Regions from separate parts of the Sus scrofa genome. Here regions 2, 3, 4, 5, 6 and 7 are each linked to region 1. The links are chromatin contacts, called in public HiChIP or PLAC-seq maps. All regions are on one chromosome and are shown on one strand. The core of a region is the stretch at or near the end of the contact, and the rest is flanking DNA. Distances in the headings are between cores, read along the strand shown. Region 1 overlaps LPP (lipoma-preferred partner). Region 2 has its middle 100 kb from the start of BCL6. Region 3 has its middle 140 kb from the start of BCL6. Region 4 has its middle 190 kb from the start of LPP. Region 5 overlaps LPP (lipoma-preferred partner). Region 6 has its middle 140 kb from the start of LPP. Region 7 has its middle 120 kb from the start of LPP.

Region 1 (4,086 bases), core at 759-3,258:
CCAATGTTGAACTCTAGAATTTTGAATGGAACAGGAAGCATTTTGTGTATAGTTTTGGTCAAAGTAAAATAGTACAATAGATTATTGGGAAGGAGGGGATGACATGAGGACAAACCAAAATAAAAACCAACACGTTTGTTTTCTCATTTGTTTAGTATTTAACTTTTGCATGGACTCCCTCTGCCTCTTGCTAGATTGTAAGGACTGAGAATTCAGAGCCCTGTCTGTCTTCTCTGTATTCTAGTTGCCTAGAGTCACTCTTGGCTCATCTATGAGCTCAATAAATATTTACCCAATGAATGAGCAATGCTGAAAGATAACATTATTGAGGAAAGAAACATGACATAAATCTGGAAAATTCTGACCTGGCCACTTCTAAACTCCCCTGGAACCCTTACTAAATGCATATTGAGGAGTTCCCATCGTGGCTCAGTAGTAATGAATCCAACTAGGATCCATAGGATGCGGGTTTGATCCCTGGCCTAGCTCAGTGGTTAATCAATCTGGCATTTCAGCTGTGGTGTAGGTCACAGATGTGGCTTGGATCTGTCATTGCTATGGCTGTGGCATAGACCAGCAGCTACAGCTCCAGTTCGACCCCTAGCCTGGGAACTTCCATATGCCACCGTGCGGCCCTAAAAAGATTTAGAAAAATGCATATTTAGTTAGGTGTGAGTACTTTGCCTCATTAACTCACTTAATCCCCATAATCCCCCTCTGAGGAAGGTATTGCTATTACTGCCATTTCACAGATGAAAAATTGAGAACCAGAGAGTTTATCTAGGACTTGAACTCAGATAGTCTGTCTCTAGCAACTCCACTTCTAACCACTAAGCTACATTTACTCCATACTATGAGTATAATTATACCTGCCTGTTCTTCCTCCCAGCATGTTGTAGGGATGAACCAAGATGACAGGTGTGAAAGTATTAGGAAAGGGGTGAACCAACTGGTGAAGGTGAGACAGCACACAGATAACTATCATTTAAGGTAGAAAGTGGAAACTTGCTGAGAAAGTTCAGTGAGGAGCAAAGAACGATTACTTCCAACTGGTGTGGAGGGCAGGGGATTAAGGAAGGCTTCTTGGGGGAAGTGACATTTGGGTTGGCCTTGAATTAATAGGATTTTGATAAAGGGGATGCTTCCTAAGCAAATGGAATGAATAACATAATAGAGGCACCGATGTGCAAAGTGTTGAAAAAGAAGGCATTAGTTTATCGAATTAGCAGATTCTTTGTAAAACAGCGTGCACAGAGTAATGGGGAAGGGAAAGGGCTTGTGGAGGAAGAGGAGGATGCGGTGAGTATAGATAATGAATGGGAAGGTGAAGAAGCATAACAAAAATGCTGCCACCTTCTTAATCTTTCTGGGAATGGACTCTAAGCAAACGGATGATCCCTGCCTTATCTATATCATGCGCTGACGTATTGTTTTCTCCTGCATGGTCAGTAAATAGTAGTCCAAGGAGATACCACTCTTAAAATTGGTCCCTGTAAGCCTGGAGAATGCGGCATACTCTGGCGCCCTCTTAGGTACTGACAAAGTACATTAGCTTGCTAAATCTTTCAGGAAACCCTGTGGGACAGCGGTCAGCTTGCTTTCAATTGACTCTGGAACTTGGTTTTTCCCTTTGAGCAACCCTAGTTAATATCCCCCTGTAGACAGACTCTTGGAGACCTCCAGCCAACCTGCTGGACTGATTCATGTCTGCTTTCCAAGAGATCATCTGGGAATGGACCTAGATCCATTTTCAGGCAGCCCAGAGTCCCATTCTGAAAGAAGAAGTTACACAGAGCACTTTTGCCTGTAGAAGTGGTTATGTGTCATTTAGAAAGAAAGCTGTGCTCAAGATAACCTTGAGAACCTGCAGCCCCTCTGAAAAAAGTAAGAGTGAGAAGCAGGAAGTGAAGGAGCTGTAGGTCTTAAAATGGAATGTGGCTGAGTGTGATGCTTCATAACCACGGGACCTCCCCCAGCAGGCTGCCCTGTGAACTTTTATGAGAAAACATCCTCCAAATCAGTCACTTACCAACCAGCCCGAGAGAGGACCCAATGCCTAGCTCACTCTCACGAACTGCAGTGGCCTGGAAGAGAAAGAAAGTCAGTGTACTGTGTTGAGTGTCCACTCTGTGCCGGACATCACATTTGGAGTCATTGTGTAGAACTGTTTTATTTAATCTTCTCAATAGTTCAACTGGGTTAGGATCATTAATCTCTTCTTGTACAGATGAGGACACTGAATCAAGGGTGCCTCACTGGTGCTAAATAGATCTTGTTTTACACCTTGGCCCTTTGCCATGGTTCTTTCCATCCTTGTCTGTCTGGTGAACTTGTGTTTCTCCAGGTTGTAAAAGAGGTTCTCTTCTGAAGACCTTCTAAACCCTGAGGGACCTCTTGTCCTGCATCACATGATGCTTTTGTTGCTTAGGTCTACATACTTTCTCTCAAGATTTAAACTTTGGGCCTGAGTGGTTCTAGAGACTGCTCTGCTTGCATTCAGCTTTCTCTAGTTCAAGATTTCACCCCAGGTTTATTCGGACCCTGTCCTTCACAGGATACTACCTTCCCAGCCCAGTGTTCTGAACCTTTTTTTGCTGACATTTCTTGAATTTTCTGGATTCTAGGCCTCCTAATTTTTCATGTTGTCCCCCCTCCCCAACGCCCTTCCCCCCTTCCCCCTTTTTAGCCTACCTGTAACCGTCTTGTTATTTACTCAGGTCTGACTTTTACTTTCAAGCAACACTTTTCAAACTTTCTATGCATTGGAATCACCTGGGCAGTCTGTGCCTCAGAGGTTATTGTCCTGGAGGCCTGAGAACACAGTGTGGAAAAATTTATATTTCTAACAAGCTCCGAAATGATTCTGAAATTGTCAGTTTGTGGGCTTGCTTTGATTAATACATCTTTAAAGGACAGTTCAAGACCCCTGTTTTCCAGGAAATTTAACTATCTTTACCCGAAGTGGTTTATTTCTTCCTTTCTCTCTCTCTCTCTTTCTCTTTCCTTCTTTTATGTTTTAAGAGAACCCATCTGAGGCTCTATCCAATTAGATAACTTCCCTAGGGCTCCATTATCAACTTCTTGTGCTTGATTAAACACTTCAGATAAGAGAGACAATGTTGAATAAGTGAACACAAGTTTAGTTGGAGAATCTCGAGAATCCTGAATTCACATCTTGTCATTACTTCTTATGAGCTGTGTGTTTTGGGGCAAATCACATCTTGTAGAGTTGAATCTCTTCATCTCTAAAACAATTATTCCATTTCTTCCTGCTGCAGAAGCTCATGAAAAACATCAAATGAGAGAGTAGATATATAAGTGCAGTACAAATGCAACAATGTTCACAGTAAATTATTGTTGGTGTTTTGTTTGTATAGTTGACTCACTTTATCATTAATTATGAGGCATGAAAGAAATGGCTTTGTTTTTTAATGAGATGTGGGTTGGAAGGTGGGGCTGAAGTGGTGCTGAGATTTTAGGAAAGCTGTTTTTGGTTTCTGAAAATGATTCTCACACCAATGGTTGTGGGCCTGTGCTCACATCAGAAAAGCAATGTGCATTTTTATTGGACTTCTTCAAACTATGATAATGATTATGAAAATTGTGTTCATTTTCTGAACTTCTCATGTAAACCTGAGAAGACTGATGAAATACTAATAGTGGTTGTCATTTACAAGGGTTTGTAAGATTGCTAGTGGGTAAATTTATAAGTCCTTATATTTCTGTTTTAAATTCTTTTATTTAAAAAATTTATTTTTTAATTATAGTTGATTTACAGTGTTGTGCCAAATTATGCTGTACAGCAAAGTGACCCACTTACACACACACACACATATATATATATACACACATTTTTTTTTCTCATATTATCTTCCATCATGTTCTATTCTGAGAGATTGGGTATAGTTCCCTGTGCTGTACAATAGGACCTCATTGCTTATCCATTCTAAGTAATAGTTTGCCCTAACCCCACATTCCCAGTCCATCCACTCCCTCCTCTCTCCCCCTTGGCAACCATAAGTCTCTTCTCTACGTCTGTGATTCTGTTTCTGTTTTGTAGATAGGTTCATTAAATTTCTGTTTCTT
Region 2 (4,086 bases), core at 796-3,295, 480 kb before region 1:
TCCATATCCATGTTTCTTAGTAGTTTGCACCTCAGGCCACCAGGAACATATCAAGTTATATTCTAAAGAAATCACACCCAACCTAGTTCCTTTGCTGTTGTATCTTTGGCCATCCATCTACTTATTATTTTGTCCACCCATTAATTCACCTACTCAATGAACACATTTACTTTGTCCCTGCTCTATGCTATGAAGTATTAAATGTGGTCCCTTATCTAAAGAGGTCACAGCATGCTTGGGCATTTGAGAGATGTCCACACATAATAGCAACCTATGGAACAGTGAAGTACTACATGGTATGTACAAACAAGCTGCTTTGGAAACTTGAGCAGGGAGCAACTTCTGCTCCCCACTAGTAGGAAGAGGGAGAGGGTTCAGGGTAGGCTTTGCCTGTTCCAACTAGTAAAATTAAATTAAAATACACATAAAGGGTTAGCATGTGTGGGTTTTGGCTCCCTGGGTTTGGTTCCTGCTTTCCCCATTTCTTAGCTTTGTGGCTTTGGGCAGTTCTCTATTCCTCAGCTTTCTCATACTAGTACCTGTCTCCTGGAATTTTTGTGAAGATTAAGTGAGATAATGCAGTGTCTGACATGTAGTAAGTCAGTAAATGTGAGTTGATATTATTATTTCCCACAGAAGGTGGAGGCTAAGGTGAGCCTCTGTGGACGAGTAAAATTTCAAAAGATCACAGTGGAAAGCAAGGATGTTCCAAGCAGGGGGAACATTTGGAGCAAAGGCTCATGGGAAGAAAGTTTTCAGAGAAAGATGTCCAGCCCTTTGTGTTTGTACAGGGCAGTATGTGGGTGACCATGGGAATGTGTGGGGTTAGCAACAGTTGGAGATATGGCTGAAGAAGTAGGTCACCAGTCTTGGAAGGCTAAGGACTCTCATTTGGGTAGATAAAGGTTCCCAAAGAGGAGTGCATGCTCCCAGGAGGGTGTGCAAATCAAACTGGGATCTTCATTTATATTTAGTTTTATTTACATAAAAGAAGGTAAAGTTCCTATTATTGCCTACATAGATGGACTAGGGGACCCATGTTGGATCCCAAGGAAAATGAGTCCATCTCCAGCTAAGGTTATTCTGAGGGAGGGGTAGTGATGCTCAGCCCCTAGAGGGTCCATGAGCTCCCCATACTTCCATTCTCCTTCAGCTACTTTCTTGGATTTATGGAAGATTTACCTCGATTTTATGAAATAAATTCTCACTAAATGGACAAGTGCTTTTATAAGATTCCTGCACAGAACTCATGGAGTGAGAATAATTCTTGTAACAATTACAAGCCAACAACAAAACAATGATAGAGCTGATGTTTTCTCCTCTTCTTGGCTTCCCACTGGCTACATTTCAGGGGTTAAAGCCAATGATGATCTAATCACATATAACAAGCAGTAGGCAAAAAGAAAAAAAAAACTCAAAATTCTCAGAAAGAATGCTTGAAATATGGGTTTACACTCCTGTGATTAATGATAAACCCCTCGTAGAGTGTTGATTACGTCTTGGGATGATAGAAAAGATAATATGATGTTATAGGATTAGCAGGACTTTTAAAGTATTTTTTATTCCACATTTATCTCCTTTATAATTTATATTTTTCATTTATTTTTATAATGTGCATAATACACTGGCATGGTTTGACACACATGCAGACACACGTATTATGAATCCATTTGAGCACACAAATTATAAATCTTTTAATGGGTGGGGCTCCATACTCAGAAAGTTTGGAGACTGCTGATTAGGACTGTGAAAAACCATTATTGGAGGTTCTTAGTGTGAGACAAGATCAGAGCTGTGATTGAGGTGATAAACTTGATCACATTTTCTCAAGGGAAAAAAAAAAATCTTGCACAGGCAATCAGGGAGACAGAGTCTGAAGGAGAGTCATTAAACTTGGCTCTTCCTCTTTCAGAGATGTTCTCTCTTCCTTACTAAGGTAAACTTCCTCTACCCGCCAGCAGGAGCTCTGTAGGACATGTTCCCAGAGCCAGGCTTTCTCTGGCTGCCTGCACAGGAAGAAGACTGCCTAGAACACCCTTCAGCTAATTTCCTCTCTTCCACAGTTCTCGCTTTCTGAGAAGCCAATCCTAAGGCAATCCTCAGCATTGACTCAGAGCAGAAGTGACTGAGATTTTTGTTGTGACATGGAGCTCCAGCCTTTCCTACCTAAAGGTAGAATATCAGAATGGCCATCAGCAGGGGCTCTGGAGTTGAACTACCTATGTATGGCTAGTCCTATCGGATATTCCTGGACTCACCTTGGCCAGCCACTTGCTCTCTTTACACCACAGTTTCCTCATCTGTAAGTTGAGGTTAACCATCACACCTGGGTGGCAGTGGTGAGGAGTAAATAAAACAATGAATGTAAAAGACAGTGTATGATTTTTGGCATAGAATAAATTCCCAAGGAATGTGCATTCTTCTCATTACAAAGGAATGAATTGGAGCATGGTCTGAAGGGCCTCAGGGAAGAAACAAGGAAGGAGGCTTCCAGGAATACAGATCCTTTGATATCCTTAAAGCAATATCCAAACAAAAGTATAAATCTCTATGGAAGCTAGCATATTCAAGGCTGCCAGTTGTGTTGCGGTGGGGGGACGGAGGGGAGGTTGCTAAGATAGTTGCCTCTGAGTCACCCTCTCTCCTTGACTCATCTGTCACCTATGTCATCTCTGGCCATTGCCACAGTTTCTTGTGAGAAATTATGAAATAAATGGCCTGTTCAGTAATGCCTGGGTGACTAGGTGAACCCTGGGCATATGGCCAACTCTCTTTAAATATCCTTCGGTTTAGTGGACTCTACATAATTTAATTTCCTTAAAGGAAAAAAAATGCTAATAATCATGCTCAGGAGGACTTACAGATGCAAAATTAACATTCTGAGGCCTTACAGAGTAAGATTTGCCCGAAGGAAAAAGATGTGGTAGGTGGCAAGAGTGAATCCTGCTCATTCATAGACAGGTCCTTCTGTTTCCAGATGTAAGGAAGATCCTGGTGGGCAAGGGAAGGTAGTCATGGTAATAGTTAAGTCATCACCCCAATAACTTTGCTCATTTATACCAGGATGGAGAATTTCCAAAGTGCTTTCCTATGTGATGATGATGATGGTGATGATGACGGTAAATTCTTTTACTTGCCCCTTTATCACCTTTCTCCTTCAACCTCCCAGCCATTCCTGTGGAAGTATTATGATCCTCATTTTGCTTGTGACAAAACTGGAGCCCAGAGACTTTGAGGAACATGATCCCAATCACTCAGCTGGGAAGCAGCAGAGTCAGGCGAAAACCCAGGTCTCGTGGTTAAAACAAGCACTCTACCCCGGCTACCTCCCCATTTTGCTCATCTGATCTTCACAAAACACTCCAGATCCCTTTGGTGTGGAGGGAGGTTTCCTTTTCTGTCAGACCTTTTTCCTTTCCCAGGCAGATCTGGCCATTGCCTGAACATAGCTCTGTCAATTTCTCTGTGTTACTGAGCATTGCACCACAGGATGATGATCTTCACATGAGTGTCTCCCCTGGGGGTTGTGATCTTCTGAAGAACCGGGATACCATCTAATTCCTCTATACGCCTGGCTCCTAGCTCAGAGCCTGTGATGGGGCAGATGCTTATTGACTAAATGGTGAAAAAATGAATGCCTCCAAATGAAATTTTTTTTGTACTCCTCTCTGCTTCCTTCTAGGCCCAGCATAGGGCCCATGATGTTATCCATCTCTTCTGAACTTTTAGTAGAACCACAGACTTTCAGCCATATCCTTAGAGCATATATATCTTATCTCTTCAAAGGGTTCTTGATGGTAAATCTTACATCTGAGTGTCCGATGGGTCCCTTATGAGATCTAGGCTGATTCTAGGGAGAGTGGGCATATGGTGAGTATCCCTGACTATGTCCACATTGTTGCCTGCACTTTGGAAAGAGCGGGCAGAACAGGTTGGGGGTAGAGCCCAAGGAGTCTTGGCAGAGACTTAATTGGAAAGAGACAGAAGAGCAGATGGACAGGAGACCAGTTTTACCTGGCTTATCAGCAGGCCCCTTTCACAATCACTGAGACTCTGCCTCACGGACACTTTTGCAGATGGGGAATT
Region 3 (4,086 bases), core at 717-3,216, 450 kb before region 1:
AATGAATTGAACAAATATTTTTGCCCTAACATAACTTATGTGTTAGCCAGGGAGGTATAACACATGAATTCAATTAGTCTTCTTTCTGACTAATAATATCACAGTTTTGTGCCCTAGCCAAACAAACTACCAATTCACGGGTCACCAGACTTCACATGCTTTCCCTGCTTCTGCCTTTGTTCATAGTATTTCCTCTGATTGGCCTCCTCGTGCTTCTCATTGACTATTTATTTCCCCAAGCCAAAATCAAATGCAAATGTTTCCATGAAGACTTTTCTGATACCCCTAAACAGTAAGTGATCTCTCTCCCCTCTGTCCTTTATACAGGCTTTAAAATCTCATCCTTTGTATTTGGCTCCCTTATCTCTATGCTGGAGCTCCCTGGTAGATATGAGTGCTGAAGGCAGAATCTACATCTATGAAGCTGAGGATCCAGTTATGTCCTACCAAATGAGATCGTATTTTGATAAAGCTTGGCTAATTTCTATAGCAATTGTTACTTCTATTTCTCCTTCTTCCTCTCTTCATATGAAAATTGAAACATGGTTATGACGCAATTATTTGATATAGACATTAGAAAATATGATCCAAAAGCAAAGGGCTACATAAAATTCTTATTTTTTTGCCTAATACTTATTTTATTATCCTGCAAGCATTCTCAGACTTCCTGTGATGAAGATCATTCTCTTAGTTTCTAAGCAAGATCCCCTAAGGAATTAAAAGTTTGGGCAAGTTTCTGCTATGGAATAGCAGAGCTGGAAGGTACCTTAGGAATTATCTACTTCAATCAACAAGTTTTAAATATGGAGATATTGAGGCTTGGAAGGGAAATGTGGCTTGTTCAAGGTCACTAAGTGACTCAGGGGCCAAGCTGGACATAGGTCTCTTGGCAGTTACTGCAATGTCTCTGTCTATACACGAGGCCAAGTCACCAAGCTGACCCTGCTCTTGCCCAACACCCTGTCTGAATTTTCTGTCTGAAATGAGCCTAGACCATTATAAGCATTACAACAGGACTGCCAGAGGTGTGGCTAAGCAGATCATTTGCCCAGCCTTACACGAAATTGAAGAATCCTGTAATGGGGAAAGTATCTGGACAGAAGCAGTGTCACCAAGAGTTCCAAAGGAAGCACGCGGTGACCAACACAATACCAAGCCCAAAGACGACAGCCAGAGCTGATAAGGGACTGTGCCTTTAAAGTATAGACTCATGGAGCTGGGGAGAACCTTGGAAATTATCCAGAAGACAAAGCAGCACTGCAACATGAAGTCTTGTCTTCTAGAAATTACCCTGTTATTTACCTGTCATTAGTAAGTTACTCCCCTTCTCTAGTCCTCAGTTTCCAAGTGTACAAACTAAACAGGATGAGCTAGATGATACCCAAAGTACTTTTCAAATCTGAAAATTTTCTACTCTATAAAGCATCTGATTTCCTAGTTTGACACTTGAGGAAAAAGAGGCCTACAGAGGTTCAGTAACGTGCCTAAGGTCACACAGTGCTTCAGTGGCAGAGTAGTAACTGGAGTCTAGGCCAGCATTCTACCTACTGCCCCACATGGCTACAACCATCTCTTCCAAGCTGCCCTGGAGCCTTGTGGTGAATTGTGAAACTGCTGTCCCCAGACTCTCGCAATTGCCCTCTTCTTTATGCCTGTGGGACTGTTGGCAGCACACAGAGGGCTGTGGGAGAGAAGTCTGAGCGATCTCTGCCCTGGGAGTGGAGCAAGGATCAAATCAGCTCCTTTTTTTTCCTCACTCTAGTAGAAATGAAACCAAAACCAGCTCCTTAACTTAGAAGGCAGAGAGGCTAGAAGAGAGTGGCCCTCAGCCTCAGCTTATGCAGAGCCCTGGGATAGTGGCAGAGAAAGGCCCTTTTCCTGGGGGCAGGAGGATCTTTCACCTGAGTCTCTACAGAATGAAACCAGATGATGGCTGAGATCCAAAGCAAGGTGCTTGACCTAGGAGAAGCAACACTGGGTCAAGATGCAGAAAGACTCTCTGCAGCATGGCTCAGAAATGTGCTTCCTGAGTGACGTTGAGTCATTTCACATCCCATCAAAAATGGGGAAGGAATCATGCAGAAGAAAAAGAATTGTGCTTTAAATCTAATGTTACCTTTGAGCCTTACAATTGATCTTGGAGCCAGATACAGAAAGCATTTTCCTCACCTATTTCCTTTGCAAGACAGTAAAGAAGCTGTTTTTAAAAGCGATTGGGAGTTCCCTAGTGATCTAGCAGTTAAGGATTTGGCTTTGTCACTGCTGTGGCTTGGGTTCAGTCCCTGGCTCAGGAATTTATGTATGCCACAGGCACAGCCAAAAAGGGGAAAAAATTTAAAAGAAAAGTAATTGAAGTGGACCAGCTCTGAATATCAGACATTGTTATTAGCAAATGTGATAGATTTCACATCTTCATACTTTAAAGATGCATGTAACCTAGGTCTTCCTTTCTTTCTCAAGAGGAAGCCACATGGCTTCACAAACCCTCCTGCCAAGGAATCTCCTTTTTTTTTTTTTTTGTCTTTTTAGGGCTGCATCCGCAGCATATGGAAGTTCCCAAGCTAGGGGTCAAATTGGAGCTACAGCTGCTGGCCTGGCCACAGCCACAGCAACGCAGAATCCGAGACACATTTGAGACCTACACCACAGCTCATGGCAATGCTGGATCTTTAACCACTTTTCAAGGCCAGGGATTGAACCGGTGTCCTCAATGTATACTAGTTGGGTTCATTACCACTAAGCCACGACAGGAACTCCGGGAACATTTTTGGTAATCCTGCTTTTGATGTGACTTGCAAAAAAAGCAGAAGCAAAGATTACAGACACGCTGCTTGACGCCTAGTTCCCATTCCCTGTTGTTGAACGAATGTAATTAAAGGAAGAAAGGAAGCGGGTCTCCAGAGAGATATAATGTCTATTCCTAAGCCCTTTTTTTTTTTTTAATAAACTTCAGATAATCAGAAGTTCGAGGTCAGAGGATAACTTAAGGCCATCAGAAGTTGGCCAGATTGGACTCATATTCTCTAGAGAATTCTGGCCTTTTGGCAGCCAGATAGAGTGCTGAACGCCAAGCCAGGCTGTGTTTGGGCGCAGCTCCAGGCTCCAGCCCCTTGGGCCTGGGCTTCAAGATGCACAAGGATCCCGGCAGCAAGCAGGGTCCATTCCTGAACATACGCTTTTAATCAGAGACACTGGGACCTGGATGGGATGCCAGGCATAATTTAATTCCTCTCACTTTGCAGATGTAGAATCGAAGGCCAGAGTGGGGGACGGGACATGGATGATTGCACAAGATCTTTTGGCAATTTAGGACATCACTCGGTAGGATGGAAATGGGTAGCTTTGGGGTAGTAACCTGGCTCCAGATCCCAGCTCTGCCAATTATCTACTAGGAGACCTCAGGTAAGGCACTTAACCTCCCAGAATATCAATGTCATAATTTGTAAAACTTGGGTGGGGGGCATAATTATATGGCCTAAATTACAAGATTTTTATGATAGTTAAATGAGATTTTAAAATATCGAAGTGAAACTAACACAACATTGTAAATCAACTACATTCCTATCATTTTTTTAAAATACAAAAATGGAAAAAAAAAACCAAAGTGATTGGTAAACAGGAAGTCATTATTCATACTTTCATGTTGGGATTACATTATAATAAAACACACGTCCTAATAAAACCAGTGCACTTTTCTGAATGCCATCCTCATGCCAAATGCTTCACCTGGTTTAAACCAGGTCCTATACACAGCAGGATTTCAACACAGTATCTCACTTAGCCCCTTCCATCCACCAGTCGAAACCTGGGCCTGGGCTTCCATTCTCAGGCCACACTTGGCTCCCTCTTCTCTCACTCAGCCCCTATCTAGTGAATGCGTGGCTCTTGGCTGTTGAGGGCAGGACTGGTTTGCCCCAGGAGATATCATAGTACTCTGCACAAGGTCAAATATCTTTTGAAAGTTCATTAGTTAATTAATAAAAGAGCAACCTGATAGATTAATTAATATTTCTTTTTGGAACATAGTCTTACTGAGGGATAATCGGGTGGGAAAGAGTTTTTGATTTCTGTCCAGAACGCATCAAC
Region 4 (4,086 bases), core at 643-3,142, 390 kb before region 1:
GCTCTGCTGTTAACGCAGAGGGCAGGGCACTCCGACTCAGGTTGCTCCTCTCCTTCCCCCCCAGCCCAGCCATCCTAACTCAGGCCCTCCTCACTCTCTGTTTACACCCTCCTCTCTGGGCTCAGCCCCCTCATATTCAGTCCTCTTGTGGTTCTCCTGCTCTCCTGCCAAATTAATACTCCAAGAGCCAGCTTCTCATCATGCCATGTCCTGCTCAAATACTCCTAAGTCTTCCTGTAGCTTCCAGAACAAGGTCAAACTCCCCACTGGCCCTCTAGTCCCACTGGTCCTCACCCACTCCTAGCTCTACATCAAATTATGCTGTGTGTTCTCCCTCCAAGCTGTCATTCTTTATCTCCCACTAGGAATACCTCCTAACCATATACCTCTGGGAAAACCATGGGCTCTAGTCATTTAGCAGCTGGGTGGCCTTGGGAAAGTTACTTAACCTCTCTAAGCCTCATATTCTTCATCTACAAAATGATGCTATCTAAACAGGAAGGGCTTTCATGAAGGGAAACTAAGATAATATACAAGGGCTTAGCACAGTACCTAGAACATAGTAAGAACTGAAACAAAAGTTAGCTATCATAATAACCATAATCATAATGTTGTCAGCATTTGGTCTATCTTAAGTCTTTCCTTCCACACAGCCTTCTGTAACCTCCCAAACAACAACTAGTTCTACTTCTTTTGAAATCTCCCTGTACTCTGGCTATCCTCGTCTTATGCATAGTTTTAGCGTGATTTTCCCACTTAATCTGTCTCCTTCCTTGGAAGCAGAAACTGATCTACCTCTGAATACTTTGACTCATCTAAAAATGAATCACAGGTACACCGTAAAGATTTCTTTTATTCAGTGTTCCTCTGGATGGAGGGCCAAAGAAAGTCGATGGTGAGCCTGAGCTGCTTGGGAATAACTGGTCTCTCCAGAATTGAGACAGAGCAACTCACCCTTGGATTCTGCCTACGTGGATACACAGCACAGCCTGGGCAGCCAAAGGGACCAATAGGACAGCTCAGTGAACTTTGCCCTCATGCCCTATTATCCTACTTCCCAAAGCCTGGACTAGTGCTATTCCTGGTGACCAGAAAGAACAGGGGAAGTGAGTAGGAAAAAGAAAGTGCTGCATTTACCACTGGCAATCTGCTCAGGAAGTGGGAGAATGGGAAGGGAAGAGGTCCTATTTTCTGAGACTTGGGGAAGGCAAATGAGAGTGGGAGAGAAATGATCTTTGGCTTATATTCTTCCAAGCTCAAAGGGAAGATGCTGCCCTCGTACATGGAATTGATTAGGGAAATCCTAGATACACGGAGCTCCACAGCTTGCTGTGGGTGAACTCAGAGGTCATCCCAGCTTTCTGATTCATCCAAATTGCAAGCCTTGGTCGGCAGGCAAACTCTTCTGCCCCAAGCTTTACCTCGTTTGAAACTTTCCCTGTGTTGCTATTTTGGCCAGAGCTAAAGCCTGGCCTCAGAACTCAGCGGCTCTAGGCTGTAGGTCAGTTCACTCACAGTGGCTGTCCCCTCTGAATTCCAATCTGAAGAGACAGGCTGGCCAGTCCTGTACCTCCCAGGAGTCTAGATTTGAAGGGAGCCCCTGAGATCATGCAGGTTAGTCTAACTCTGGCCCAGCGAGGGAGGGTCACACCACTGGACAGCCGAATGCAGAGATCTGGCCCCCCCAGTCCAGTGCACTTTCCACTCACCCAAGAAGCCCCCACTGGCTGTTCAATTCAAGGACATAACCCACAGAGAAAGGAGGAGATTGTGAAATGCTTCCACTAGAAGTCCAGGGCTGGCTGAAAGCCCAGTAAGTTCTCTCCCACCTCCTAACCCAGTCACTTTTCAGCAGTTTTTCATCCCACTCGTTCGTGCTAGCCCTCTTTTCTATGAGGTCAAGGCCTGGCTTCCAATGAGCAGCTCCGAGAGCAGCCGTGCTGACTTCTGCTCGGACCTTCCGGGACAGCTCCGCTGGCAAGACCTTTCCATTGAGCAACCACCTTGTGCAAACTGACTCTTCCTTGCCCTCCAGTATTACTCGGCAACTCTGCGAAACAGTAACCTGACGGTTTATTTTTATTTCAAGCTTGCGATTGAAAAGCTGGCTGTGTATTTTTTCTTCTTTCCCTTGAGGAAGTTACTAGGGACCCGGGGGACTTTTGGTCTTCAGCTCTTGACAACTAACTCGACACGCCCCCAACTTTTGCTAGCCCCCAGTCTGTACCAGGTGACACAGGACATGCCAAGGAGGGAAAAGGAAATCCCTCCAGAGGGAAGATACCCCCTAAATGGAGACTTGCCTCTCACTCAACACCCAACTGCTCAACCCCAGGGCCACCAACCGACTCATGCTTCCACCGCATTCTGGGTCATTATCCCCCATTTGTTCTGCAGCTGTATCATGCACAAAGCATTTTAACCTCATCAAATGTGGTGTCTAGGACCTCCCAGAGGGGCTGTCAAGGCAGCTGTTTATGTTAGAGCAGAGACAACCCTATATAGTTATGTAGGTATCTGAGCAGGACTGACTACATTTACAAAGAGAGCAGCATAGTCATCCTCCTGACTCTGAGTCCTTTGCTCCTTGTGATCTTTCTTCTCCCAACTACTCTCCTTATTCTCCATCCTGCATAGTTGGCTAAAAGGAGCTTCCTGGATCACCATTTTTCTCCGACACCTCCTGCATTCACAAAGCTTCAGACACTCCTCCTGCCTACAGGATAAACTTCCAGTGACTTGGCTGGTCTTTAAAGGCCCTTCCCAGTGGGACTCAAAAGCGTTCCTTCAACATTAGTTACACTGCTTCTGACTGGCGTGTCTCACTGAATTTCCTACAATGTCCTCTGCACTTTTTAAAACTTTGGGCCTTGGAGTTCCCGTCATGGCTCAGTGCTTAACGAACTCGACTATATCCATGAGGATGAGGGTTTTATCCCTGGCCTTGCTCAGTGGGTTAAGGATCCAGCATTCCCATGAGCTGGGTGTAGGTCACAGGTGCAGCTCAGATCCCACATTGCTGTGGCTGTGGCATAGGCCAGCAGCAACAGATCTGATTCAACCCTTAGCCTGGGAACCTCCATATGCCACAGGTACAGCCCTAAATAGACAAAAGACAAAAAACAAAAAACAAAAAACCCACATACTTTGGACCTTAATCCTCTGGCTGCTCCGGACCTCATTCCCCACACTTCAACCCAGGCCTGCCCTTTAAGATGCTGCTTCATTAAGGGATACCTCCTGCTAGAAGTTTCCCCTGGATACCTGGATACCGCCAGCCCACAGTGAACTCTCCCTTGTGACATTCCTCAACCTGCATCAGCCACACTACTCTTGCGGCCTCAGTGCAAACTTTAATCAGGCAGGATTGAAGCTTGCCCTTACCTGCCACCTCCCACCTCAGCCCAAGGTTGAGCTTTGCACATCAGAAAAGAGTCAGTCACACACATCCATTGGTGGTTCTCTGCTAAATACCACATTCAAGAGAAGTTGGGGGTAGGATTTGCCTTCTCATGACTAAACAAGTAAGAAACACAGAAAAAAGTTTGGATCAAAAGTAAAAAATCTTCTATAACTAAAGTATTTAGTGTACCTCTTCTCTCAGAGAAGGAGGAAGACTAGGGAGGAGAAGAAAGGGGTGGAAAGGGATGAGGGATAGTTCAAGTTCAGATCAAAGGGGCCTGGTTCCCGTCTCTGGCTCCTTGGGGACCCTATAATGAACATACAGCACTGCGGGCTACTAGGGTGTCCTTGTCCCCTTCACCTTGGATTCTCAGTTTTCTCAGCTGGAGAATGTGGGTGATTTCCCTTGCCTGGCCCATCTCACTGGATAATGGATGCAAAAGTGCTTTGTAAGAATAAATGCTAGACCTACATGAGGGATTGTTAATCTCCAAAGCTCAGGCCCTGTCCTCCTCCCTGCTCCTGCCCAGTGTCTTTCCTCTGCTAAAATCCATGAGGCCATTTGGATCTACAGAGGAGCAAATGCTCCCTTTGGTACCTATGCTGTTGACTGATGGCCTTCTGATGCTGGAAATGTCCCATGATCCTTGAACTATTATTAGGGATGGTTACATTGGCAGAGGG
Region 5 (4,086 bases), core at 664-3,163, 370 kb after region 1:
GAAATTACCATTGAGTTTATTCTCCTTACCTTCAGGCAGACTTAATCTAACTTCAATTTGTATATTCATATTATAAAATTTATCTTAGAATGAAAAGTTAAAGACTGGAAAGGTGCTTAAAAAATACTTGCTACTTGATTCAGTGTATTCATTTTGTAGCAGGAGATAGAGTATATGCCCAGCCTGGGCACATTAAGGAAATGTTCCATTTTTTTCTTAAACTCTCATATGGTCCAGAAAGGGTTCCTTCAATCCCAACTAAATACTTCCTTTAGGACTTTCTGTGCCTTTTTTGTGCTGCTCTCTCATGATCTCACAGAACTATTAGTATCTACAAGTAGAAATGTAATTCCTTGCTGTTTTTTTTTTTATTTATTAAACATTCCACTATACTTCTGAAATGATAATAGTAGAGTTTATTAGAATGGAATCTAAACTTTTCTATCTGTAAACCCAGTGATCGTGCTATTCTGGAGGTTGCAAAGAAGGGTGACTTTCCTCTCTCACACAAAGCAAGACTGTGGAGAGACTTACTCTCTGAATGAAAGGGGAGAGGGAAAAAGTAGGAACCTTCTCATGTTTTATTCAGATGTTAACAAAGAAAATTGAGAAGTGTGTTTCCTTAAAATTGACACCATTTTTTTTTTATCCCAAACATTCTGGTAAGTGATAGCAGACAATTGTGCAAGATTTTTGAGAGAGGAATTTTTCCAGGAGCATAGTCCTGGTGGGAAATATTACTTAAAAGTAATGCGCTAATCACTTTCAAACTTGCATATTTCCACATACTGTGTGCATACATACAGTTATTAATAACTGTTCCCACGATGTCACTTCAGCACTCAGAGAGCTGTGTTGCTATGCAAGTGCCAGAGATGGAATCCATGCTGACTGCAGTTTAGCAATGAGCATTTTACAGACACGCAAGGGCGAAGATGGCCTGAGGTCTAAGACTCCATGCCTGGGTCTCCTTCTGAGCCCTGATGTAGCATCATGTGTCAAATATTCATGGCATCCATCTGCCCACTCTACTGAGAAGATAAATGGCACTGCCAGCATTGCCAAGAAGCTTAGATCCTCAAAATCTATCCACTCACATCCAGTACCGCATTCCATCTTGTGACTTTTGCATAGGAATTCCTTAGAATGTGATCTCTGGATTCAAGCTCCAGATACATAAATATTTTCTACTCAGTTGTGCACATTATTTGTATTAATATTCATAGAAATTTATTTTACAGTGATATATCTTATGGAATTCCTTACATTTATTGTTGTTTATAATTTTATTTATATAAAATATATGTAACACTTTGAGTAACCTAGTTGCTCCCCAGTAACACTTTGAGTCACCTCATTGCTTGCCCAAATTTTCTCTAACACACACACACACACACACACACACACACACACACACACACACACTGGTAGAACTAGGACTAGAATCCAATTTTTCTCACCACAAATCTGCTACTTATTCCACTCAAGTGTTTTTTTATTCTTTAAAAGAATAATAATATGTTATTTATTATTATTAACAAACCTGCAAATGAATATTGAATGTAACTCCAGTTTACAAAACAAATCAGTTCAGACCAGCTATGGTCAAACAGAAACCAGAGCCTGGCCTTCACCGATCCCAAGATTCTTCTGCAAAACCTAGTACTCTACATCCTGCTGCCATATTTTCCATTTTTAGAACATACAGATGTACAAATCCAAAGTATACCAGGTGTTTCAGACAGAAACAGAGTGGTTGTGCTGGTTCGAAGGATAATGGAGTTATCCTTGCTCTGGAATCATGTAGGAGTCATCTATGTGGGCTGCAGATTCCCACACAATACTTCCATTTACAATGAAACGTTACCTTATGTGGAGGGAGAAATTCTTTATGCTCAGGCAACAGCGCCTACTAGTGGAATGAAACTAATATTTGAAGTAGAAAGTGGAGAATGCTTTTGTGCAGCTGAAAGTGTGCTGTACTGAGAGCTTAAAGGCCTTAATTGAGGTGTCATTTCTGCTGTTAGCTTCCTGTAGGATCTTAATCAAGGCACTGCCTCTATCTGAGCCTTTGTGTTTTCCTCTCTAAAAGAAATTAGACGGGATGTTTTCTAAGTTTTCACATGCTCTTACATTTTAGGACTTTTAAAAGTCCTAAAATATGTTATGGGCATTTCAGCACCAAGTAGAAAAATCAAAACCCAGGAAGACTGATTGGCTTCCCTGGGACATAGTATCAAGCAAGAAGATCATCATCTCTGGGTCCAGCACCATGCATACAGGAAATGTGGTCCAGTTCAAAGATCTCTAGACATGGGGTCAAATGAACTGAACTTGATTTCCAACTTCTCCATTATCTACCTCTCAAGTCATGCACAAGGTTATTCCTAGGTTAACACATTTTCTAAAAGAGGATAATTGTCTTACGTGGCTTTTAGTTATTGTTAAGATTCAAATGAGAACATGGAAACGAAGTTTTATGTGAACTTGCAGGATTACTCAGTTTTCATCTATTAGAAATTTAAAAGAACTAATGTTATAATTTTCATTCTGCGCTTTTGGCAGTATCAGATGGGAAAACACATTTACTATTATAAGGCAACGTTAAATATAAGGTGCACTTGTTACTATTATAAGGAGAAGACTGTGGATTTGAAATACAATTCAGGAAAACCCAGTGTTAGGGTTGCTCTTAAATAACCAGAATATGTTTGGAGATTTCCCAGCAATAAAACTAAAAGCAACTGGGCAAATTTAAAGTTTTTTCAACTTTAAGTGGAGACTGAGGGAAACAGAAGTTCCCATGAGAGTTACCAAAGAGCACATTTTAATCATATGTCAAAAATCACCACAGTAGCAGTTACTAGTACTAGTAAACATTGTTTTTCCTGTTAACAGATCCATCATGAAACAAATTTTAAATATAGAAGAATAGATTAAAAATTAATAGCCAGATTATGAAAATGTCTATGTGTAAAAATTAACTCGAAATCTTGCTTTAGCCAAAACAGATACTAATATTCCTATTAGGGATGTTGTAAGGTTTGTGCAAGTTTCCTGTCAGGCCGGATGTTTTTTAAGGATTTTGGAATTCTAAAGTTAGAGGACAGGTTAAGTGGGCTTTAAGGCTGGACTGCCTGGCCCCTAATTGCAGCTTCAATAGTTAACTCTGTGGTCTTGGGCAAGTTACCTAATCTGCAGGCTGCCATTTCTTTAGCTATGATGAAGATAATGAGAGGACCTACGTCATCAGATTGTTGGAAGGATTACTTGAGGTAATATATTTAAATACTTAAAACAGTGCTTCGCAGATAATAAGTGCTGAATAAATCCTGATTATCATTGCTCTGGGGTCTACAAATTGTTTCAGGATCAGGATTGAATTTTCAGCACTGAATTCTATTAGTACCCATTGGTGAAAATAAATCTTACATAACTGCTTCAACGACACAGCTGCCTCTTTCCCTCACACTGACCACAATCTTTTCTTTTTTTTTTTTTTTTTTTTTTGCTTTTTACGGCAGCACCTGAGGCATATGGAGGTTCCCAGGCTAGGGGTCTAATCACAGCTACCTACAGTTGCCAGCCTACACCACAGCCACAGCAACGCCAGATCCAAGCCATGTCTGCGAACTACACTGAAGCTCACAACAACGCCAGATCCTTAACCCACCGAGTGAGGCCAGGGATCGAACTCACAACCTCATGATTCCTAGTTGGATTTGTTTCCGCTGCGCCCCGATGGGAACTCCCCTGACCACAATCTTTAGAGGAGGGTCCGGAGCGTACATGTCTGGTCCTAAATAAAATAAGCTCTTCATTTTCACGTTGTCTTCTACCTCCTATAGTTGGAGGGAGAAAGAAGCAGGACCTGCTGGTTCTAGTGCTATTGTATCATTGCTCCTAATGATGACTGTTCCTATCATTGTCCTTTGTGGCCAGGGCTTCAAGGCAGTCATCATCATGGATTTTTTACAGAGACTGGAAAAAAAAGGTTACCACTGTGCACAGGACTCAATGCAAAATAGAGACTCAGTAAGTATGTTTGTTGAGGGGTTTAAAAAATAATTGGATAGATGACTCAAC
Region 6 (4,086 bases), core at 837-3,336, 340 kb before region 1:
AGCAAGGCCAGGGATTGAACCCGCAACCTCATGGTTCCTAGTCGGATTCGTTAACCACTGTGCCACGACAGGAACTCCATGTTCTGACACTTTTCATAACAAGCATCCCAGGGACACCAACAGAGAGAGACAAATGTAGGGAAGGGGTGCCATTTCAGAATTCCTGCTTACGGTCTCCCCATCTGGGTCTCTGGCTCACACCGAAATGTGACGCAGGAACCCAGGATTCTAATAATTCTTCTTGGTCTCCTTATCTTCCCCTCTCGCCTCAGGGTGACCTCTCCAATGCCATCGGATTACTGCTCCTGTGCTTCTAGTAATGGCAGATGTCATGGCCTTAGTGAGGCCCTTTCTGACTTTCACTCAGGTGAAACTCAGACCCTCCCTGGGACCTGGGTGATGGTGTAACTGCCACCGGTTTGATGGGCCAATGAGAGAGTACAGATGGAGTGCCTGAAAGATGCCCAGTCAGAGCCCCTACATCTCTCCTCCCCGAGCCATTTTGCCCTACCAAAGAACGGCAGGGGTGACGTACTGATTAAACCTGACCTTGCGCAAGAACCTGAGTCAAAAGATTTTTTTCAAGGAAAGGATCTCAAATTGTGTTTTAGCTCCATTTTATGAGGAAAATCCACACACCTTTCTATTGCCCACCCCACTAGCCACAGCTTTTTGTCTGATGGCCAGATCCTTCCTTCCCTTTTGACATAGTAAAGTCAGGGTGTCTCAGACTGGACATCCAGATGACCTCTTGCTGTCCTTCCAAAACCTAGATTTGAGCCTCATCTGGATCAAGATGAAGAACTGCCATTATTTCCCCACCAGCTCTTTAGTTTTTGCCCTCTCTTTCCACACTTTTTCTTCTTGCCTTCCTCCCAAATTACCAAATGCACAAGTACTCCAAACCACAGAATTTAAGAAAAAAAATTCAGGGCCATTTCTCTCCTACTTTCTAGTGCAGATTAACTCAGGATCATTTCAGCTCTTCCGCTACAGAATTCTAATCCATGTAATAATACCTCGGAACTTATTTTATTTATTTTTGTCTTTTTAAGGCCACACCCACAACATATGGAGGTTCCCAGGCTAGGGGTCGAATTGGAGCTGCAGCTACCAACCTATACCACAGCCACAGCAACGCCAGATCCTTAACCCACCTGAGTGAGGCCAGGGATCAGACCCGAGTCCTCATGTATATTAGTGGGGTTCATTAACCACTGAGCCACGACGGGAACTCCCAGAACTTATTTTAAAATATTTATCAACATACACTTTTCACCAACTCTTAGTGTTCTTTAGAATTTACATGGCTTTTCTCTCCATTTAAGTCAGATATCTCCAATGCATATCTTTGGCATGTTAATATCAGATTACAGCACAGAGAGGACCAGGGGGCTGCTCTGTGCAAAGCCTAAGAGGTCATCGTATTAATCAATTGGATAGAAGATTAATATATTCATTCAACACACACTTACTAATCACTTAACCTGAACTCCTGCAGTGCTTGAGATCCAGGAGCATGTACTTGTGATGAGAATACTATCCGCATCTTCCACTTAGACCGCGAGGCCCTTCAGAAGACTCTGATCTCAGCTTGCCACTCCCTGTCTTAGGACATTGAGCAACTCCCCTCCCTCCTCTGGGCTTCAGGTTCCCCATTGTGGCAGGTGGGTAAACAGAGCATTCTAAATCCTTCAATTCACCTTCTTCAAACTCAGTTCAGAAGCATGGATTAAGCACAGAACATAAGAGCTACTAGACAAGTTCAAAAAAAGGAGGGATCAAGTGTTATTTCAAAGAAATCAGGTCATTGCTGAAGCTGGGCGATGGGCACCCAGAATTTCACCATACAGCTTGTCCACTTATGTGCATATTTGGAAATAGCCCTACTAAAAAGAAGAAAAACAAAGAGAAGGAAACCCAGCAGGCTTCACATAGCAGGTAGCTGCTGAGCAGAACTGCAGCATGGGTAGGATTTCAATGAACCGACACTGGGTCAGGGGCCATTCCAGGCTGGGGCACATCGTGAGCCAAAGCATTGAGACTGGAAAATATAAGACATTCACAAAGGACTGGGAGTGGTCATGTGTGGCTGCAGCTCAGGATGCAAGAGGGGCGGGGAGGGAACCCAGCTGGAAAGGTATCATGGAGTCAGAGCTGAAGGGTCTGGAGAAACAGAGTGTTAAACTCAATTCCAAGGGAAAGTGACTTCACTGGTTAAGCTCGAGTTGGCTCTACCCCTTGTCAGTCAGGCCCCGGGAGAAGGGCCTGTGGCAGAAACTGGCGGAGAAGGAGGCTGGCAGCACCACCAGGCTTGTTTCTTCACCAGGAAACAAGGTTTCCTGTAACTCAGACCCATGAATCAGCATTTCCTCTGTCAATAATACACAGCAAGAAAGGCAACAGCACCGGGCTGGGGGCAATGGAAGAAAGGAAGGAATATTCCATGACACGGCTAGGCTCTGTTCTCTTTTCCCCTCATGAAACACTCCTGATAAGCTCCCAAGTAACACTCGGGTTTCATAAGATAAGTTCCTCAGACAGCCTCACGGTAGCACATGAAAATTAAGTCCTACAGGACACCCAGCTCTCTTGTCATGTTATGAGTTTCTATCACTGTTGGTTAAGGAAGATCACGTTCAAATTCTTTCATTATGTGATAACTAAACATTAATATAACAGTATTTTATTCCTGCTGGGGTTTGAGTGTGTGTGCGATTTGCCTTTTAGTTTTTACACACCCCTGTGCAATATTTTGTTTGACTCTCGTGATAATCCTATAAGGTGCAAAGGGGACATTATACCTATTTCACAAGGGCAGATGCGCAGGCAGGGAGATGGAATGCTTCTTCCCCGGCAGATCTGTTTTAAAGATGCCAGAATTGATACCAACTCCTCAAACTCCATTCAGAGTTTCTTTTTTAAAAAAATTTAAGGCTATGCTCCATTTATAGTTATTATAAACATTGGCTATATTCCCCCATGTTGTACGATATATATCTGTGTAACTTATTTTATATCTAATAGTTTGTACTTCTTAATTTCCTCCCCCTGACCCCTCTCGCCACTGGTAACCACTAGTTTGTTCTCTGTATCTGTGAATCTGATTCTTTTTTGTTATATTCACTCGTTTGTTTTATTTTTTAGATTCCACATATAAGTGATATCATACTGTATTTGTCTTTCTCTGTCAATTCAAGGTTCTTTTCAAGATCACAGACTTTTAATTAATTATATCAATTAACTGTTCATTTTAAATATATTTTACAAGTATTAAATTAATTAATACTATACTTAATTTATTTTTTTTATTTTATTTTAATTTTTGTGTGTGTGTCTTTTGTCCTTTTAGCGCCACATTGCGGCATATAGAGGTTCCCAGGCTAGGGGTCCAATCGGAGCTGTAGCCACCAGCCTACGCCAGAGCCACAGCAACACCACATCTGAGCCGTGTCTGCAGCCTACACTACAGCTTATAACAACACTGGATTCTTAACCCACTGAGCAAGGCCAGGGATCAAACCCGCAACCTCATGATTCCTAGTTGGATTCTTTTTTGCTGTGCCACCACAGGAACTCCCAATCCTGTATTTAATTTAATATATATATTATATATACAGATGTCTTCCTAGCACCAGAAGAATTTCATTCACTCCCTCATCCCCATGATGCATTATGGACTGCCCACTACATGCCACGCTCTCTTCTAGGCACATTCAATAGTGACCAAAATGGACAAAAGTCCTGCCTTCCTAAAGCTTCCATTCTAATTGAGGCACTCGGACAGAGACTGAGATAAAAGTAAAATACAGAGTATGTTAGAGAGTTATACATGCCTTGAAAAATAAAGAAAATGAAGGTTAAGAAGCATTGGGGGGGCTGTGATATGATTTTACCTATGTTGTTCGGTGACCATCTCATTGAAACGTGATGTTTGAGTCAAGACCTGAGGAGGTAAACAATTAAGCCACGGGGACAAATGATGTTCAGGCTGGGGGAATGTCAGCAAAAAAAACAGCAAGTGCCAACACTCTGAGGCAGTACCTTCCTGGCATGCGTGTGAACTGAAGTTTGGCACTTGCCATC
Region 7 (4,086 bases), core at 622-3,121, 310 kb before region 1:
TAGTCTCCCACCAAACACTTCAAACCACACACTCCCTCCTGCACATCCTGGCTTTATACCCCACGATAGCTCAGCCAATTCTTAACCCCTCTGCTGCATCTAAGTTCCACTCACCTTCCTTTCCCAATTCAAAAGTCACCCTGTTCAAGAGGTCTGCCATTCTGCTAACTTCCCAGGCAGAACCCAGCTCATTCTCCTTTAATTTTCTATTATTATTTTCTCTCTTTTTTCTCTCAAACTATTCTTAACCTACCTTGTAATATCATCAGCTCTGTCTGTTTCTGTTTCATACTTAATACTGAAAGCTCTCTAAAAGCAGGGTAAAATGTTGAATTCTCTCTTTCTGCTACACAACAGCATCTGTCACCAATGAAAAGGCAGGACTACCAATATGCCTTGGTAAACAAGGGCAATTCTCACCTCATCTAGGAAGCTGTTTAAATTTTCCAGAGGTTTGCCACAAGTTAGAGGAAGGCCAGGTTAGGCAGCATAAGAAGGCTTCAAAGTTTTGTTTTGTTTGTTTGTTTGTTTGTTGTTTTTTGTTTTTTTCAAAGTTTTGTTTTGACATCTTATATTTTATAATCCTGTGGGACTTTGAAGAAGTGGTAGGGTCCAGAAGGTGTTTGAATATACCTGTCTAGGTCTGAGAAAAGGTAACAATTCAGGCCTCATCAGCATACAAATGATAATAGAAGTGAGAGTGTTTATAAGGTTTCCCAGACAAGTTAGAAAGTGAGAAGAGAAATGCACTAAAGACAGATACTTAAGGAACACCATTATTTTATAAGCATGGGGAAAAGTGCCCACAAATGAGAGCAGGAAGCTATAATCAAAAAGAAAGGAAAAATGAAGGAAGGAAGGAAGAAGAAAAAGGAAAGAAAGAAAGAGAGAGAGAGAGAGAGAAAGAGAGAGAGAGAGAGAGAGGAAGGATAGAAGAGAGAGAGAAGGAAGGAAGCCTGGGATTTGAAAGTTTCAAAGAGGAAGGAAGCAGAGAAACTGTAGAGTGATATGTAAGTCTAAAAAAATAAAGGCTGAAAAGTGTTCATGGATTTTGGTAATTAGGAAGTCCTTTTTGATCATTTGGGGTTTTCTGGCCACACCCATGGCATGTGGAAATTTCTGGGCCAGGGATCAAACCCACCCAGTATCGCCCCAAGTCACTGCAGTGACAAAGCCAGATACTTAACCTCCTGCACCATGAGGGAACTCCTAGAAAGCCCTTTGTGATTTTAATGAAAGCAGTTTCCCTATGATTGTTACAAATCAGTATTAAGCCAAAACAGAGGACAGGCGTTTCCAAAACGTGAATAAAAATGGAAGAAGAAAGATAAGGCAGCAGCTTGGGGATATAGCATCCATGAGGTAAGTTTGTTTTGTTCTCTGTTATTAAGAAAGAAGTTTGAGTATGTTTATCAGCTAAAGGAAAGAAATCAATAGAAAAAATATGGAAGATATAAGAGAAAGAGGGACTCTAGCAATACATAAAAAGGATTATACACCATCACCAAGGGATATTTATCCCAAGGATTGACAGTTGGCTCAACATATGAAAATCAAAGCATCCTATTAATAGAATAAAAAGCAAAAAATGACCATCTCAGCATACACAGAAAAAGTATTTAACAAAATCCAACACCTTGTCACGATTTTTTTTTTAAAAAAAGGAAAACACTCAACAAGTTAGAAATAGAAGGAATCTTCCTCAGTCTGATAAAGGACATCTATGAAAACCCTAGCTAACATTAAACTTACTGGTCAAAGACTGAAAGCTGTCTTCCTAAGATGTTTAACAAGACAAGAACATCCAGTCAGTACATGTGGTCAGTATTGCACTAGAGATTTTAGCCAGGGCAATTAGGCAAGAAAAAAAAAAAAAAAATACACTCCCAGATTGAGAAGGAAGAAGTAAAACTACTTCTAACTGCACATGACATAATCTTGTATATAAGAAAACCTATGTAATCCACAAAAAATAATTTTATTTATTTATTTATTGCTTTTATGGCCTCAGCCATGACATATGGAAGTTCCTGGGCCAGGGATTGAATCCACACTGCAGCTGCAACCTGTGCCACAGCTGTGGCCACACTGGATCTTTAACCCACTGCACCAGGCCAAGGATCAAACCCACATCTCCACAGCTGCCCAAGCCACTGTAGTTGGATTCCTAACCTGCACTGTAGCAGGAACTCCCACCAAAATACTTTTAAAACTAATAACAAGTTCAGTAAAGTTGCAGGATACAAAATCTATATATAAAAACCAATTATATTTTTAGACACTAGTAATGAAAAATCTAAAAATGAAATTAGGAAAATAACCCCATTTAGAATAATATTAAAAAGAATAAAATCCTTAGGAATAAATTTAACAAAAGGAATACAAAATTTGTTTTCTTTATCGAAAACTAAAACACATTGTTAAAAGAAACTAAAGATCTAAATAAATGGTAATACATCCCATGTTCATGAATCAAAGATGGAATATTGTGTCAACACTCCCCCGAATAATCTAGAGATATAGTGCAATCTCTTGTCAAAATCCTAGCTGTTTTTTGTAGAAATTGGCGGTTGATCATAGTAATCAGATGGAAACACAAGGGACTCAGAATTGCCAAATGATCTTGAACAACAGCAAAGTTGGAGAACTCACAGGTCTCGATTTCAAAATTTACTACTAAGCTATAGTAATCAAGATAGTGATCACATTGCTAATCCATTCCAAAGGCAATAGTCTGCATCTATTAAACCCAAGCACCCCATCCATCCCGCTCCCTCCCCCTCCCCCTTGGCAGTCACAAGTCTATTCTCCAAGTCCATGATTTTCTTTTCTGTGGAAAGGTTCATTTGTGCTATACATTAGATTCCAGATGTAAGTGATATCATATGGTATTTGTCTTTCTGTTTCTGACTTACTTCACTCAGTGTCAGAGTGTCTAGTTCCATCCATGTTGCTGCAAAAGGCATTATTTTGGCTGTGTAGCACTGGAACTATGTCTGGTCACTTATGATGGAGCATTTATAATGTGAGAAAAAAGTACATGTACATGTAAGTGAAACTGGGTCACCATGCTGTACGATAGAAAATTGACAGAACACTGTAAACCAGCTATAATGGAAAAAAAATTAAAATCATTATATAGCAAAATAAAAAAGACAGTGATCACTGAAGAAAACAAGACATAGAGGTCAATGGAACAAAGTTGAGAATCAGAAATAATGAGAATGGGGGGAGTTACCGTTGCGGTTCAATGGGTTACAAACCTAAACGGTATCCATGAGGATGTGGGTTTAATTCCTGGCCTCCTTCAGTGGGTTAAGGATCTGGCATTGCCATGAGCTGTGGTATAGGTTGAAGATATGGCTACGATCTGGCGTTGCTGTGGCTGTGGTGGAAACCAGCAGCTGCAGCTCCAATTTGACCCCCTAACCTGGGAACTTCCATATGCTGAAAGTGCAGCCCTAAAAGATAAAAAAAAAAAAAAAAGCAAGGAAGAAAAAAGAAAGAAAGAGTGAGAATGGGAATGAGGATAGACTGCTAATGGGTGCACCAGGGTTTCTAAATGTGATAATGAAAATATTCTAAAATTGGACAGTGAGGATTAATACCAAACTTAATCAGGACACTAGAAAACACTGAATTTTATACTTTAAAAGGGGGAGGTTTATGGTATGTGAATTACTTCTTAATGAAGCCATTATTAAAAAGAAGGAGACTAATTGAGTAAAGCCCTGCAGGACATAAAGACTAAATCTCCATGTCGGAGGAGCCCCTAACTTTGAAGTGTTCTACGACTCAGAGAAGGAAGTAAGGGCCTGTATGAAGGTAGGTTTGCAGGTGTTGGGGGTGGGATGGTGGGAGGAAATGAGGTGCCTCAATTTTCTACAAATTAGATATCATATTGATTTCGGAAGCCAGGACTTGGACTTGGAAATTAGGTAGAGAACTGGAAGAAAAAGATAATAAAATTAGGCAAAGACCCTAAAGACAATGAAGAGGAAGCTGCTTAAACATAAACAAAAGAAGGACGTTGGGATTTAAAAAGACTTTGCATGGCATTTGACCCTTGGCCTGGCAGGGCATGTT

The links. HiChIP or PLAC-seq counts read pairs in DNA pulled down with a chosen protein or histone mark.
Region 2: a contact with region 1 is called in an H3K27ac HiChIP or PLAC-seq map of alveolar macrophages. The contact joins two enhancer-like sites. A contact is called at or near these places in 2 of 2 datasets of contacts at active chromatin or transcription factors (alveolar macrophages and skeletal muscle).
Region 3: an H3K27ac HiChIP or PLAC-seq map of alveolar macrophages shows a contact between it and region 1. The contact joins two enhancer-like sites. A contact is called at or near these places in 2 of 2 datasets of contacts at active chromatin or transcription factors (alveolar macrophages and skeletal muscle).
Region 4: a contact with region 1 is called in an H3K27ac HiChIP or PLAC-seq map of alveolar macrophages. The contact joins two enhancer-like sites. A contact is called at or near these places in 1 of 47 Hi-C or Micro-C datasets (heart right ventricle) and 2 of 2 datasets of contacts at active chromatin or transcription factors (alveolar macrophages and skeletal muscle).
Region 5: an H3K27ac HiChIP or PLAC-seq map of alveolar macrophages shows a contact between it and region 1. The contact joins two enhancer-like sites. A contact is called at or near these places in 3 of 47 Hi-C or Micro-C datasets (embryonic fibroblasts, fibroblasts and subcutaneous adipose tissue) and 2 of 2 datasets of contacts at active chromatin or transcription factors (alveolar macrophages and skeletal muscle).
Region 6: an H3K27ac HiChIP or PLAC-seq map of alveolar macrophages shows a contact between it and region 1. The contact joins two enhancer-like sites. A contact is called at or near these places in 2 of 2 datasets of contacts at active chromatin or transcription factors (alveolar macrophages and skeletal muscle).
Region 7: an H3K27ac HiChIP or PLAC-seq map of alveolar macrophages shows a contact between it and region 1. The contact joins two enhancer-like sites. A contact is called at or near these places in 1 of 47 Hi-C or Micro-C datasets (skeletal muscle) and 2 of 2 datasets of contacts at active chromatin or transcription factors (alveolar macrophages and skeletal muscle).

What each region holds. Positions count from the first base shown.
Region 1 is chr13:125,975,218-125,979,303 of Sscrofa11.1, forward strand. The region is part of intron 2 of LPP (lipoma-preferred partner); the gene reads left to right. Among named protein-coding and RNA genes, the nearest start is that of LPP, 190 kb to the left of the region's middle. Within about 2 kb of position 2,009, at least 14 of the 83 cell types and tissues checked have an H3K27ac peak or open chromatin away from gene starts, as enhancers often do. A contact at or near this core is called in alveolar macrophages, where this site is marked.
Region 2 is chr13:125,492,741-125,496,826 of Sscrofa11.1, forward strand. No RefSeq gene overlaps it. Among named protein-coding and RNA genes, the nearest start is that of BCL6, 100 kb to the left of the region's middle. Within about 2 kb of position 2,046, at least 10 of the 83 cell types and tissues checked have an H3K27ac peak or open chromatin away from gene starts, as enhancers often do. A contact at or near this core is called in alveolar macrophages, where this site is marked.
Region 3 is chr13:125,525,740-125,529,825 of Sscrofa11.1, forward strand. No RefSeq gene overlaps it. Among named protein-coding and RNA genes, the nearest start is that of BCL6, 140 kb to the left of the region's middle. Within about 2 kb of position 1,967, at least 26 of the 83 cell types and tissues checked have an H3K27ac peak or open chromatin away from gene starts, as enhancers often do. A contact at or near this core is called in alveolar macrophages, where this site is marked.
Region 4 is chr13:125,585,714-125,589,799 of Sscrofa11.1, forward strand. No RefSeq gene overlaps it. Among named protein-coding and RNA genes, the nearest start is that of LPP, 190 kb to the right of the region's middle. Within about 2 kb of position 1,893, at least 22 of the 83 cell types and tissues checked have an H3K27ac peak or open chromatin away from gene starts, as enhancers often do. A contact at or near this core is called in alveolar macrophages, where this site is marked.
Region 5 is chr13:126,346,133-126,350,218 of Sscrofa11.1, forward strand. The region is part of intron 7 of LPP (lipoma-preferred partner); the gene reads left to right. Among named protein-coding and RNA genes, the nearest start is that of MIR28, 66 kb to the left of the region's middle. Within about 2 kb of position 1,914, at least 4 of the 83 cell types and tissues checked have an H3K27ac peak or open chromatin away from gene starts, as enhancers often do. A contact at or near this core is called in alveolar macrophages, where this site is marked.
Region 6 is chr13:125,639,110-125,643,195 of Sscrofa11.1, forward strand. No RefSeq gene overlaps it. Among named protein-coding and RNA genes, the nearest start is that of LPP, 140 kb to the right of the region's middle. Within about 2 kb of position 2,087, at least 20 of the 83 cell types and tissues checked have an H3K27ac peak or open chromatin away from gene starts, as enhancers often do. A contact at or near this core is called in alveolar macrophages, where this site is marked.
Region 7 is chr13:125,664,025-125,668,110 of Sscrofa11.1, forward strand. No RefSeq gene overlaps it. Among named protein-coding and RNA genes, the nearest start is that of LPP, 120 kb to the right of the region's middle. Within about 2 kb of position 1,872, at least 2 of the 83 cell types and tissues checked have an H3K27ac peak or open chromatin away from gene starts, as enhancers often do. A contact at or near this core is called in alveolar macrophages, where this site is marked.